3 separate regions of the Hordeum vulgare genome follow, and all the other regions are linked to region 1. The links are chromatin contacts, called in public Hi-C maps. All regions are on one chromosome and are shown on one strand. The core of a region is the stretch at or near the end of the contact, and the rest is flanking DNA. Distances in the headings are between cores, read along the strand shown. Region 1 holds the start of LOC123425564 (zinc finger protein ENHYDROUS-like). Region 2 has its middle 40 kb from the start of LOC123429799. Region 3 holds the start of LOC123425565.

Evidence for each region. A called contact is a pair of places that touch in the nucleus more often than the background predicts.
Region 2: a contact with region 1 is called in a Hi-C map of leaf, with 4 times the contacts expected there. The contact joins the enhancer-like site here to the promoter of LOC123425564 in region 1. A contact is called at or near these places in 2 of 6 Hi-C or Micro-C datasets (leaf and seedling) and 1 of 1 datasets of contacts at active chromatin or transcription factors (embryo).
Region 3: a Hi-C map of seedling shows a contact between it and region 1, with 2.7 times the contacts expected there. The contact joins the promoter of LOC123425565 here to the promoter of LOC123425564 in region 1. A contact is called at or near these places in 5 of 6 Hi-C or Micro-C datasets (leaf and seedling) and 1 of 1 datasets of contacts at active chromatin or transcription factors (embryo).

The regions. Positions count from the first base shown.
Region 1 is chr2H:139,464,900-139,469,733 of MorexV3_pseudomolecules_assembly, forward strand. It overlaps LOC123425564 (zinc finger protein ENHYDROUS-like), which reads left to right and starts at 1,836. Exons shown (of 5, transcript XM_045109254.1): 1 at 1,836-2,256; 2 at 2,352-2,754; 3 at 2,869-3,233; 4 at 3,457-4,426; 5 at 4,472-4,834. The coding sequence starts at 2,166.
Region 2 is chr2H:139,137,159-139,141,992 of MorexV3_pseudomolecules_assembly, forward strand. No RefSeq gene overlaps it. Among protein-coding and RNA genes, the nearest start is that of LOC123429799, 40 kb to the right of the region's middle. Within about 2 kb of position 2,968, at least 2 of the 3 cell types and tissues checked have open chromatin away from gene starts, as enhancers often do. A contact at or near this core is called in seedling, where this site is marked.
Region 3 is chr2H:139,785,585-139,790,418 of MorexV3_pseudomolecules_assembly, forward strand. It overlaps LOC123425565, which reads right to left and starts at 2,216. Exons shown (of 16, transcript XM_045109255.1): 1 at 1,802-2,216; 2 at 93-307. The coding sequence starts at 1,832. LOC123425566 (ruvB-like 2) reads right to left here. Exons shown (of 2, transcript XM_045109258.1): 2 at 2,528-3,400. The coding sequence ends at 2,755.

The DNA of each region.
Region 1 (4,834 bases), core at 586-3,085:
TAAAAACTTACTGTAACAATCAGTTCATGGAGTTATATTACCTCTAGGTAAAGCTATAAAACATTATCTTGCTTTTCCTCTCAAGGAGAAAGGAAATATATGTAACTTTAAAACGTCAAGATCATAATCTTTAAGATATGACATGTTGTAAAATTCATAAAAAAATATGGTTGAGCTCCTAAAGTCTATATTTGCTCAACAAAAAGTCAAACAATATACTCTCTGTTTTTAAATATAAGTTCTTTTAAAGATTTTCAATATGAGATACATATAAAACAAAATGAATAAATATATACTTTAAAATATGTATACATACACTCATTATGTAGTCCGTATTAAACACTTAATAGCACGCTATAACACCACTAATAGCACGATATAGCGTGTAGAGAATTGACTTGCTAAATTGATCAGTGTACAATGTCTCGTCAATAACACGCTATAGCACGCTAATAGCATATTTTTAGGGGTCATGTTATTTTGTATAACGCGCTATTTTTTTTTGTATTTATGAGCATATGGGTTGATTTATTTTTTTGCGGGAGGGTCCATCCCAAAATAAGTGACTCAAATTTACACTAACTTTATTACAAAGTTGAGTCGTTTTTTAGTCATTTATTTTATTTTGAAAGAGAGGGAGTATTATTTTCAGGAGAAGTGCACGCACTGTACCCCGCGAAAAGAAGGAGCAGAACAAAACGTTCACCAAAACGGCGCCCATCTCCATGGCATTGCCGGCAAGTGTCATCGTCGCTTGCCTGCTTTGGCCTCCGTACGAACGCGGTGATGGATCCAACACACACACACACACGCAGGAGGTGGGTCTACGCGACGGCACCTAAAATATCCTCCACCATCGACACGACGAAACCTAGGCGAAAAGAAAAAAAAACAGCAAGAGCTCCACCAACGCGTAAAAGTAAACTTTTTTATTGGCAGTCCACCTTTGCAAGAAACAAGCTCTAGCTCACGAGTTTACTATCCAGCCCGGTGGCCAGAGAGGAACGGGCCCCCCTGCCCCGTCACCCCACGGCAAGCGACTAGTCAGCCGCCCTCGACAGCGTGGGGGAATACGCTCGCCGACTTCTTTCCGGTCCGTTGCGCGCGAATACGTACGCCCGCGCCGTCGCGCGTCCGTTACTGCCCGCCGTGGCCGTGCCGTGCCGCAAGGCGGGGGCGGGGCGACACGACAACCCCCACCGCCATGTGGATAACGGCGATCTCTGAGCAGCCGCGCTAGCTGGGGCCGGCGTCGCTTTCCGCCCTTATCGGCTCCGGGGAGATCCAACCGCTGCCCACCGCGTGGTTCCGTTTCCATTTCCCTTGGCTGGGGTGGACACGACTCCCCCTCCCCCTTTTCCGTCCTAGCCGCCCGGCCCGCAGACATCTTCGCTCACCTGACGATTAAATACGTTCCAATTTTTCTGAGGGACCCAGCAGTATGTAGTACTAGTAGTCTAGCAGCAGCAGCAGCATCTCATTGGTGTATACGTAACATAAATGTACCACCGGTACTTGTACTTGCACAGTAGTCCTTGCGACGGTATGGGCTGGTCGACGATACGTATGTGGAATTGAGGGGGGGGAGGGAGAGAGGGAGGGCGCCGCGCAGTGATGGAGGGGATTGGATGGACACGGACGATTTTTCTCGGGGTGTGGGGGTGGATTTAAAAGGGGGCAAGCTAGCCACCAAAAAGGGTGTCCCCGCAGGGCAGTAAACGGCAGGGCGAGGCCACGTGCGCACGAATCACGGCGCGGAATCCGACGGCGGCCAGGGGACGCTACCCACCCCGCACCCAAAAGCCAACGTGCCGGATTGGCACCGCGCGGTACACACCACCCCACCCCCCCTCCCCACCCGAGCGAGGGAGCACCGCACCGCACCGCCAACGCCTCATCCCGATGCCGCGGCCGCTCTGACTCCCTCTCATCCATCTCCCCACACCCCCAACCCCCAATCGAAAGCAAGCCAACCCAGCCAGCCAGCCAGCGAGAGAGGAAGCGAAGAAAGGAGGAGAGAGAGGGAGGGAAAAAAAAATCTTCCGTCCACCGCCTCCGCCGCCGCCGCGCCCTCCGTTCGCCTACGCGGGTCTGGGCGCCGATAAGGGCAGCTGGAGGACTGTCAGCTGAGCGGAGCGGCGGCCGCGGCGCCAGATCGACCGGGGATGCCGCCCAATCCGACGGAGCCGGAGCAGCCGGAGGCGGCCGCGACGCCGGCGCCGCCCAAGAAGAAGAGGAACCTCCCCGGGACGCCAGGCGAGAGCGCGTGCTTCGGATTTTGCGGGGTTGTTGGTACGGCTCGCGCGAGCTTTCTTAGTCTGACGGTGGTCGGTTTCCGTGTGCTTGTGCAGATCCGGACGCGGAGGTGATCGCGCTGTCGCCGGGGACGCTCATGGCGACCAACCGGTTCGTGTGCGAGGTGTGCGGCAAGGGCTTCCAGAGGGACCAGAACCTGCAGCTGCACCGCCGGGGGCACAACCTTCCGTGGCGGCTGCGGCAGCGCGGCCCCGGGGCGGCGCCGCCGCGCCGGAGGGTCTACGTCTGCCCGGAGCCCGGCTGCGTGCACCACTCCCCCGCCCGCGCGCTCGGGGACCTCACGGGTATCAAGAAGCACTTTTGCCGCAAGCACGGCGAGAAGCGATGGGCCTGCCCACGCTGCGGCAAGCGCTACGCCGTCCAGGCCGACCTCAAGGCCCATGCCAAGACCTGCGGCACCCGCGAGTATCGCTGTGACTGCGGCACGCTCTTCACCAGGTACTACTTCCAGCTCGGTTCCCCCCAATTTCGATGGCTCCTTTTTCCTTCCCTTGAGGGACAAATGTTTGTACTTTTGTTTCATTCATCAGTCGGCGTGCTGGATTGATTCAGGAGAGACAGTTTCGTGACACATCGCGCTTTCTGTGGCGCTCTCGTCGAGGAGACAGGCAGGGTGCTTGCTGTTCCGACGCCGCCTTCGCCTCGGCCACCTGATTTGGAGGAGGTTGAGGAGAATGTAGACAAGGACAAGGAAAAAGAAGAGGAGAATGTGGATAAGCACAAGGAGAAGGAAGATGAGGAGGGCAAGGGGGGAGAAGATGAAAATGAGACTTCTGCCGTGGCCGAGGTGGATGAGCCGCAGCACATTGAGGCAACAAGGGAGGAGCCACAGCCACAGCCACAGCGGACTCCGTCGCCGCCATCTCCAATGCCACAGGAGCAGCACCCAATGGTGGCAATTGTGCCAAATTTGGATGGTATGCTTCTTTTGCATTTTGCAATGTGTTTGTCTTACTACCTATTCATAGACCATGTTAGATTTATAGCAAACTCATTCTCCCTAATCCATCTTTATTTCTTATCACTAGCAAAAAAAGGAATGCATCAGTCTTGTTTCTTTCCCAATTTAGCTAGCCTTATGATCATTCAGTCAACAATGATGAGTGACCTGTTCTTTTGTACCATGCCTATATGTTACAGAGCCAGTGGTGGTTGTGGAGCCAATTGTGGATATCAAGCAAGAGGAGGAAGATAAGCGAGATGAAGATGTTTGCTTCCAGGAAGCAGATAATTACGGCGATGCTGAACTAGAAGACTCCAACTTGCCAGATAATGATACCCCGATGCCTCCTTGTTTCCTCCCATCGCCCTCGGATGCCATTGGTACAGATGGCAGCAGCACCAGTTGTGGCACAGTCAGCAGCGCATCCAATTCCATCGTGCCAGCAACGACGACTAGCACATTTGCGGGGCTGTTTGCATCAGCCACAAAAAGCACCACTCCCCAGAGCAGATCGCTGCGTGATCTTATCGGTGTTGATCCCACCTTCCTTTGCCTTGCAATCGGCACACCATCCTCTCTGTTCCCGCAGACAGATGCAAGCAACCCCAGCACCTTTGCTCCACCTCCAGCACCACACATCTCCGCAACTGCGCTCCTGCAGAAGGCCGCTGAGGCTGGAGCTTCGCAAGCAGGTACATCTTTCTTGAAGGAGTTTGGTCTTGCAAGTTCCTCCTCATCAACCCCATCCAGGCCACCTCAAGGAAGGTCTATGGATTGCTCAACACAATCCCAACGGCCCCAAGGAAGGTTCGTCGACAGCAGCTCAATACAATCCCGATTACCTCAAGACAGGTTCATCGAGAGCAGCTCAACACAATGCCGGTTACCTCAAGACAGGTTCATCGAGAGCAGCTCAACACAATCCCGGTTACCTCAAGACAGGTTCATCGACAGCAGTCCAACACAATCCCGGTTACCTCAAGACAGGTTCATCGACAGCAGTTCAACACAATTCCGGTTACCTCAAGACAGGTTCATCGACAACAGCTCAATACAATCCCGGGTACCTCAAGACAGGTTCATCGACACCAGCTCAACACAATCCCGGTTACCTCAAGACAGGTTCATCGACAGCAGCTCAACACAATCCCGGTTACCTCAAGACAGGTTCATCGACAGCAGCTCAACACAATCCCGGTTACCTCAAGACAGGTTCATCGATAACTCGATGCCATCCAAGCTTTCTCAAGGGAGATTCATGGATACCTCACTGCCATCCCAGCAGCTGCTACCTCAAGGAAGGTTCTTTGACAACTCGCCGCCATCAAATCTGTCTCAAGGAAGGTTCTTCGAAAACTCGCAACCATCGAATCCACCTCAAGGAAGGTTCTTCATCAACTCACCGCCATCTAATCTACCTCATGGAAGGTTCACTGATTACTCAACACCAGGAATGTTCATCGATAGCTCGACACTACCCAGGCTGCCTCAAGGAAGGTACATTGATAGCTTGCCACAGTCGAGGCTACCACAAGGAAGGTACATGGATAACTCACCACCGGCCCAGCTTCCACA
Region 2 (4,834 bases), core at 1,718-4,217, 330 kb before region 1:
GTTGCGATAAATGACGCATTGTATGATTTTAGTTGTCACATTCTGAAGTTTTTCTTGTTTTATAGATTCATTAATTTAAAATGTTTTATTTTTTAAACCATGCGTCTAAATTGTGAACCATTTTTATCGTAGGTTTTCTCACGTTAAGATCTTTAAAAACTAGATTTCATGTTGATGCATTTTGTTAAACTTTTTTAAACAAAAAATAGATAGAAAAGTCTTAAAAAACTGCGCTTTTGCGAAAACAAATCAGTGTCATTCGTGAAAAGCAAAACCGTGTCTTTCACGGAAAAAAAGAAAACATCTTTTTTCATTTCCCAGAGGCGCGGTCGTGCCTTCCGTGGATGCAAAACCGTGTCTCTTGCAAATAAAACGTGTTGTCTTGGTTTCCAAGAGGCACGACCGTGTTTCTCGCGGAAAAAAAATCCGTACCTCTTGCATAAGCAAAAACAATGCTCATGTAGAAAAATAAACATGTTTTTTTTTCATTTAAGCATGACCGTGCCTCTCGTAAAAGGAAATCCATGCATCTAGCGGAAGAAAAAATGTATCTTTCGAGAAAGGAAAGAAAGAAAAACATGTTTCTTTCTATTTTCGAGAGGATGACCGTGCCTCTCGTGAAAGCAAATTCGTGTCTCTCGAGAAAGAAAAAAAGGAAAACATATTTTTTCATTTTCAAGAGGCCTCTCGCGGAAACAAAATCCGTGCCTCTTGAAAAAAAGTGTTTTCCTGTGCAAAAAGAATCAAATCTTTTTCATTCAAAATATAAGAAAGATAGGCGGAAAACCGAAACACCAAAAGTATCCAGAAAAAATCATGTAAACCCAAAATTACGAGCGATTATTTTCTAGAAGGAAACGTTCAAAACGCGATACGTGACTACGGCTGAAAATGCATAAAATGACGACGTCTCACAATGACCCTTGAGAGGCTCTTGAAGGAGAGCTCCTGAGATAGTTGCTCCGATGTTTCGTAGGTCTGTCATTTTTCATTCTAGGGCTACCTATCCTTAGTTCAAATCTTTAGGGCTTCCAACTCAAAGGAAATATTCCCGCAAAAAAACTCGAAGGAAATATGTGGGCACACAAGCTGACGAAGGTTGGTCAGTACCCATAACTCGAAAAAAAGGGTTGGCCAGAAGCGGGAGAAGGAACTTGTATTGACCGTTTTGTACGTCCAACAGCGCGCACATGCACAGACGTCCTGCGACCCGGACCAGCCATTAGCACTTTCACAACTTAAAAAACTCATTGAAACGGACGAGGCGCTGCCACTAAAACGGACAAGGCGAGTACTACTTGTCATAAAATCACATTCCTTTAAGATACCACCTAAGCGACATGTTTAATAGAACTTTTACAAATATTTGATTTTTTTGAAAATTTTGGAAAACAATCCAATGCCGAATATTTTTGGAAATAACAATGAATTCTCATATTCCATGTATTTTTTATTCTGAATGTTTTGGAAAATTTGAACAAATTTTGAAACAACAATCATTTTTTGAAATCCATGAACATTTTTTTTCATTTCTGCTTATTTCCTTCCTTTTTTCTGCGTTTTTCCTTTTACTTGTGCATTTGAAGCAAACAATTATTTTTTAATTTGAAGAACAATTTTTTTAAAATCTAGAACATTTTTTGAATTCATGAGGGAAGTTTGAAAAATGATAAAATTATTAAATTTGGAACTTTTTTAAAAGCAAGATCATTCGAAATTTAAGAAAAAATTTAAAGCACAAGCATTTTTTGAATCTTGACAACAAATTTTGAAACTAAAAACAATTTCGCAAAGTTGTGAAGAATTTTTTAAAGCATGAATATTTTCTAAATCTTGAGAACAAAATTTTGAAAAAGTGAACAAATTTTTAAAGAACGAACATTTTTTCAATCTTGAGAACAAATTTGAAACAGAGAACAATTTTGAAAAATCCTAAACAAATTTGGAAGCGCGAACAATTTTTTAAAGCATGAATATTTTTTGAATATTGAGAACAAAATTTAGAAAAGGATAATTTTTTTAAAACCCCGAACTAATTTGAAAGAGCGAACAAATTTTTAAAGCACGACCATTTTCTTAAGAACAAATTTTGAAACCGAAAACAATTTTGAAAAATCCGGAACAAATTTGGAAGCACGAACAAGTTTTCAAAGCACGAACATTTTTTGAATCTTGAGAACAAAATTTTGAAAATGAGAAGAATTTTTAAAAAACCCCGAACAAATTTGAAAGAGGGAGCAGATTTTTAAAGCATGATTTGTTTTTGAATCTTGAGAACAAATTTTGAAACCAAGAACAATTTTGAAAAATCCTGAACAAATTTGGAAGCGCAAACAATTTTTGAAAGCACGAACATTTTATGAATCTTGAGAACAAAATTTTGAAATCGTGAACAATTTTGAAAAAACCAAACAAATTTAAAGCACGAACATTTGTTGAATCTTGAGAACAAATATTGAAACTGAGAACAATTTTGGAAATTGCTGATCCAATTTAGAAACGCGAACAATTTTTGAAAGCAGAAACAGTTCTTGAATCTTAAGAACAAAATTTTGAAATGGAGAACATTTTTTTTAAAGGGAAAATTTGGAAGCGTGAATAACTTTTTAAAGCACTAACATTTTAAATCTTAAAAATAAATTTAAATCTTAATAACACATTTTGAAACTGAGAACAAATTTTCAAAAATATAGAACTTTTTTTTAAATCAAGAACATTTTTAGGAAAGAAATAGAAAAGAAAAGAATAAATAAAAAATAAAATAATAAAACCTGTACAGGGATCCTTCTAAAAGTTTGCCGAAACCGAAAAAATCCGATTGAAATCTCTAGAAGGTTCCCGAAATCGGGGCGCTGCAACCCGTAAATGGTTCAGCCCATTTAAAGTCGCCAGCTTCTCCGTTCTGTACGAAGCTGGACATCGCTTCGCACAAGAGCGGCAGTTCTTCTCTCTCGCTCATAGGGGAAAAAAGGAGGCTACGGCCAGGTCTCGTCTCCATTCTCAAAATGCAACACGAACGGGGAGAGGTGGCAGCTTTTTTTCGAACCGGGGTTTTCTCCTTTCCGTTATAGATATAAGGGAAATACAATGTCTTTTTTGAACCAGAACCAAAAAAGCTAGGCAAAGGAAAAAAACGAGTTCAGGACAATACTAGAAAACCCACCGTGTGTACGTGTCATCAGAACACAAAATATGAGGAGAGGTGACAGCTGACAAGGCCATCTATTTTGGGTTGCTAAATGGATTCTGGAACGTGTGAGCTCCTTAGTCCGAAAGGAAAGAGAAAAACTGTTTCATGTTGCAGTCACGGAGATGAGATAGATCGTAATTGAAAGGGATAAGAACAACTTCAACCGGCTAAATCAAATGAACATATGCTATGTTTGTATTTTGTTCGTTTGAATCGGTCCAACAGACATCCGTGTTGGTTTTTATAACTTGGCCTGCGCTTGCATCCAACACGACTAGCGATCCATTTTTAGACGACGCAAAAAAAATATGTGAACATTTGAAATATATTAAAACCATCAATTAAACATTTAAGAAGATAGCCTACATTATATTAAACATAAAATTAAATAAACAAAAACAAGAAGACGCGCTGTCCTAGATGTCCTCCTCGTCGCCGTCATTCAGACTCGTGAGGTCGACTAGCACCGGCGTCGGGCCAGTCCAGCGGAAGGTCGTCTCCGAGTCAGCGACGATGTGCTCCGCCGGTCATTGCATCGTCGCTCGCTGGGCAGCACGTCGCTCCTCCTCCTTAGCTTCGGCCTACGCTCCATCAACTCGATCCGTCGGGCCTCTGCGTCCTCCTCTGACACCGCCACTGCCGTGAGTGCTCTAGGTAGGCCGCCTCCTGCTTTGGAGTCGCACTCAACCAGACGGGTGGTGCGCTGACCCACTCGCACGCCACCCCGTTCCAGGTGTACAGCTCAGGCCTGAGAACCAGCGACCCTAGCTCGACAGGGGCAGGCGGGGCCTGCGGCGGCACGATGCAGTCGCCGGCAGCGAAGAGCGCAATGGCCCCCGTCAGCTGCTTATGACATGCCTCCTTCTCCTTCTCCTTCACTCGCGCCTCTTCCTCGCTCGCAAGCAAGACAGCCGCCAGCGCGTTCTTGTACGCAGCCTCCGCCTCCTGGTCTTCTTCGCGCACGACGAGGGGCGACGGCGCTCCAGCCACCACGTCACGGACGCCACGTCGGCGCTGCTCCTCGCACTCCCATGCGAACCAGGCCTCCCAGTCAAGGGAGTTTATAGCGTAGACGGGGTTGTGTCGATGATCTGGCATCGGGTGGTCCCGTCGGCGCCTCACCTCCTCCGCAAGCGCCCGCACCGATCGCGGCACCGCTGGCACTGGGATCCTCTCCTGATCCAAATGCCAGTCGTGCGGCAGCGTAACGACGGGGTAGGGGAGGGAACGCGGTGTTCCCAGTACCACCTCGCCTGGTGCACTGGTACGCTGACTCTTTAGTGAGGCGGACGGGAACGCGCCGACAAGGACGACGGGGGACTTGCCCATTTCTTTCCCGGAGAAGAACCCCATGGTGGTTGCTAGGGTTTGCCGCCGGCGGGGGAGCAGTGGGTGGCTAGATGGGGATGGGGGCGATTTCTGGAAGAGGATGAGCCCCCTCCCCCCCATCCACGCTTGAATTAAAAAAGACGCATGTGGGTCGCTAACGCATGGATCCGTGGTGGACGGTCATCGTTAATAAAGACGACGTTGGTTTTGACTGGGCGTCACGTGTAAACGGGTGCGGACATGAGAAGGCGCGCATCGAGTCAGCTTTGCGTTCGCCCCGATGTATTTCACACACAATTTTAGACCAGAAATGAA
Region 3 (4,834 bases), core at 966-3,465, 320 kb after region 1:
TATGGCACGACACTAGAACATTCTGCATATTGCTGTGAAGCAAGAGATAATATGTCCTTCTAGCAGTGTTAATAAAATTAAGTGCAGCTTACCTGTTCTAGAGGTCGAGGTGCTTCTTGTTGGCTAACATTTGCTGTGCTGGGCATAGACCACACATGCAAAAGATCTGTCGAATGTACCTTTGTAGGGTCAATCACACTAGTACCTAGATGAGACCCCTGTAAGCCTCCATGCACCCAGCCATAACTAGTCCCTCCTCCAGCTACACCCTCCACAGGTGGTACAGATATTTCTTCCGTCTTATTTCCTGGCATAAGAACAAAAAATATCTATGACAGGCGACATAACCAGAATTTAAGTTCCAGACCTTCCTTCATTGCTGATAAATGTAAGTCAAAATCTCAAATCTACACAAAAGAATAGTTATCAACCAGTAGTTCTTGTATGCATAAGTCATTTCCAGTTGTGACATACAATGAATGCAATGAACTCATACACACAGTTGTTATTGTTAAGCTTCATGCACTAGCCAACGCAACCAAAAGTCCGAACTGATGGAAAGGGCTAGGAAATCCACATATACACTTCAACAGTTATATGAGGCTCCAATACTTGTATTTCAGAACAAACAGACTGAGAAAATATTGACTGTGCAAGTTATGCATAAACTATGTAAGCTTTTAAATATTGTGCCTGTTTTCCTGATGCAACTAGAACACCTTCATCATGGTGCACATGCCTTGTACAACTAAACCATAATTCCTGGGTTATAGCTTACAACTAGGGAATTAGGCAAACGGACAGTTAGGTGAATCATTGGCTACCATCTCCTAACATTGTCTGAATCTGAACCCAAAGTGCCTGATAAATATGGATGCATGGATTAGTCCCAGTTCTACGAGGAGTCGAAATTCAGTTGTACGCAGATAACCAGGATATCGTATAGTATAGGTGAGCGTCATTAAGCTCGCATGGAGTGGGTGCCTAAGAATTCAATAAGCTGGGAGAGAGGGAAAAAATAGGTAGGCTTTTTACGCATTCACTCAGTGGGATGATGCCTTACATGATTCATTTCTTAGTTTGCAATCGCATCTGCTTGCTGGAAACTATGTGTGAACCAACAGATGGATTCGGTTTGCAGGTGATCACTAAACTGAACGGGTACACTCTCTTAAGCTCAGAACTGAGAACAGCATGGGATCAGACAAATGACCAATCCCATCTGAAATCCAGTTGTACGCAGATAACCAGGATATCATATAGTATAGGTGAGCGGCATTAAGCCCGCATGGAGTGTGTGCCTAATGACCAATCTGTGCCCTTAGGTGATCACTAAACTGAACGGGTACACTCTCTTAAGCTCAGAACTGAGAACAGCATGGGATCAGACCAATGACCAATCCCATCTGAAAATAATAATTGAAATCCACACTAGCTACAACACCTCCACCCAAGCTGTGCTCAGTGATGAGGCTGGAGCCAAACTTATAATCGTAATGCTGATATATACGACGATAACCGACCCTTGTATACACGCGGATGCCGAGGGTAACAGCGAGCAAGCTCGACGCATTGCGCGGCACAAGGCAGCCTCAGCTCGTGCGCGGTAGATTTCAGCCTCGCCACCGCCGACACGCGAACACCGGCGCTCGCTAGTCCTACTGCGGCAGCTCCCACGCGCGAAGCAGCTGAAGCAAACGGAGACAAAATGGGCGCAGGGGGGGTCGGACCGGACGGGCGATCGAGCTGTCCCGGGCAGCAATCCAGTTGGACGAGGCCGCGGAGAGAGGGGCGGGCGTACCTGCGGCGGAGCTGGGGTCGCTGGATTCCATGGCGCCGGCGGCGGGGAGCGATCGGGTCGGTCGAGGAGGTGGCGCAGAGCGTGGGCTGCTCTGTTGGATAGTGGGGGAGGGGGGATGAGGGGAAGGAGGTGGGGAATGGGGGGGAAGCGAGGACGGTTTCCTTTGTTGATGGTGCTGTCCAATGTCCCGACTCCCGAGAGAAGGACGAGGGCCCCACCCCACCACGGAGCGGAACCACGTCGCCCCGAGCGCGGGGGGGCGCACGCGCGGCCCGGAGCACCGAGCCCGGCCGTGGCGGCCTCTCAATGATCGATCGATCGCGCCGGCGACCGCGTGTGCCGCGCCGCGCGGCTTGCGAAATCGCCTTTGTGCTATGCGGTGGCGTGGTACCGTGCGTGTGTGTCTGCCTCTAGAAGACGCGCCCAATTGAGTATTGTCCCGCTTCAGATTAGAATCGTCAGTCAGCAGCTCATTTCATCTTGGGCAGATGCGATCTAAATCCTGTTTCACAGCTACTGTACCTTGCTTCCATTATTCAGATCAGACCATTCTCGGCCAGTAGCATGTCAGGGGCAGACTACTACGGTTTCAGACACTTTTTACACCTTCCAAGGACACATGCTGGTTGCTGCACAGCCGTTCTAACTGCAGCTTGTAATCCCTAATTATCCTGCACCTTTTCCCACCAAACAGAAACGACATATAAACTGATGACGCACGTAACAAAAAATGGAAAAGAACTGAACGGACAAGCCTGAGACGGAAGATTCCTCAGGATACACTCAACTGTGAAGTCACCGGTTACAGCCGTTAACATAGCTCACAGCACCCATCAACCGTGCCTTCAGGTAAAATCATCTCACGCTTAACACTAATCTAAACGAGCAAGCAGAATCCACAAGATACACGAGCCATACAAACCAACCCACAGTTACATTGCAAAAATTCCCGTCTAGGGCTGCATGGCGTCATCCCCATCTGAATCCCCTTGCACTTCACTGAACATGTAGTCACTCTGGCTGTCGATCAAGAACTGTGTCGATCTCTTCACGTCCAGAAACAGGTGGTACACCCGGCTTATGTCCTCCATCTCCACCACCTTGCCCTTGCGCTTCTGGCAGGCCAGGCCGGCAGAAGTGATAAGCTGGATCGCGTACCTGAGCGAGGTCTCGGTACCAATCTTCGTGAGCAGATCCTTGCCCTCGGCAGACATTTCAACGTCTTCTTCCTCGCACCTGATGTCTAAGATCTTCCGGATCTCCTCCGCCGAGTATGGCTGTGTCGTGATGATCAAGAGGCGGTCGAGGAAATCGGTCGGTATACCATGTGGTGACCGGTAATTGGTCCCGCGTATGGTTGTAATGCCTCGATTCGTCGCAATAACGAGGATCGGAGCCATGTCATTCTCCAAAGCACGGTTCAGGAAGGAGAAACACTCGATGTCTAGCATGTGGACTTCATCGATAAACAGAACACCAGGAACAATCTCAGCCTTCCCTTCCTCTCTCCACTCGGCAACTTTTGTGTCAATCTGCTCCCTAACCTCTGCACGAATCTCACCAGTGTCACCAGTGAAGAGTGCAAGGAAGCCTTGTGTCCTGAACAGGAATAAAAAGATAACAAAAATTAGTTAGTTGGGAATTAAATTCCTAAAGCAAACTACACTCGAATATGCATATGAAACAAAATACTCTTTTGTATCAGATGATATGATCAAGGATGGGAAGGCGGGGAAGAAAACTTTGCTGGTATAAACAAGATTGTAACAGAGAAGTTTGAAAAGGTTCAAAACTATCCAAAGAAGCAGTATCATCTAAGAGAAGTAAAATCAATAGTTTCACATAGAAGACCTTTAGCTAATAACAGCATAAATATCGGTAGCACATATCTGCAGAATGTATGGATGCAAAAAATATGCATCTTTGAGAACAGCTTCTGTTTCCTTACAAATGTATCATCTAACTTGTATCAATAGGATTGACTTATGTTCATGGAACCATGTTTCTTAACATGAGCATCCCTGTAACAAACTGGATGCTGCAAGATTTTCCAGATCATTTCTTTGGTAAGAGTGCAACGATCTTACTGGATAACAAAGCACCCTGTATTTCTCTATGAACCAAAAAGCATAACAGATACCAGTTTGCGCATCCAAGACCAGATGCTATCCAAGGAGACCACCTTTTCAAAGGTACTCCCTCTTATATTTCTTTACGGAGAGAGTATCAGCTATTCTTATGGCATGATAAACTGGCACACAGTCTCAACTGCACCTTTGAATTACCCTCATAACTCTATTATATTTAACAGTTGTTAACAGGTTTGGTGTTTCATAGGCAGCGGATATTGGTTGCAGGATCTAAATTGCCTAGAAACTAATCTCAGGAATGAATTGCTCAAAACCAATAGCACATCAGGACTGTGGCCTTGTAGATTAAAATTAACAATTAGCTGATCAGCAACTTGTTTTAACATTCAACCAACATGGCGAGATAAACATGAAAATGTGGTTTATATTACAATACTGTTGCACGTGAGATGTGAGAACTGATTACAATTTCTATATCCAATGTTGGTTATGTCATGCATTCATGTATATGCCTACAATTTTAAATGCACTAATCAGAAGTCTCTGCTCAGATTTGTTCCAAATTAAAGCTCAGAGCAAAACTAGCTCGAATAACTAGCAGTTAGGTGATCCTCAATTCCTCATCACTAACATAAAGATAATTATGTTCGAATCAGTATATAGGTAAGGCCTAAAACAACAATAGATTGGCACACTGAAGCAGATAATTTCACAGTTCAGACTGTGGAAGTGAACCATACAAGGCAAGGCAACCTTTGACATAGGGTTACCGGATATACTTTGCTAAGCGAGTGCAAACAGTAAAAATAGTCATTTGTGCAGATTTTTTAATAAACAATACAAAAATAGTTCAAAATCCCGACAGTTATCCTTATAAAATCCTTTATGCCCAAATGTATATATAATCCTTTAGGGAGACGTTTAACTAGCAAGTGTTTTCTTG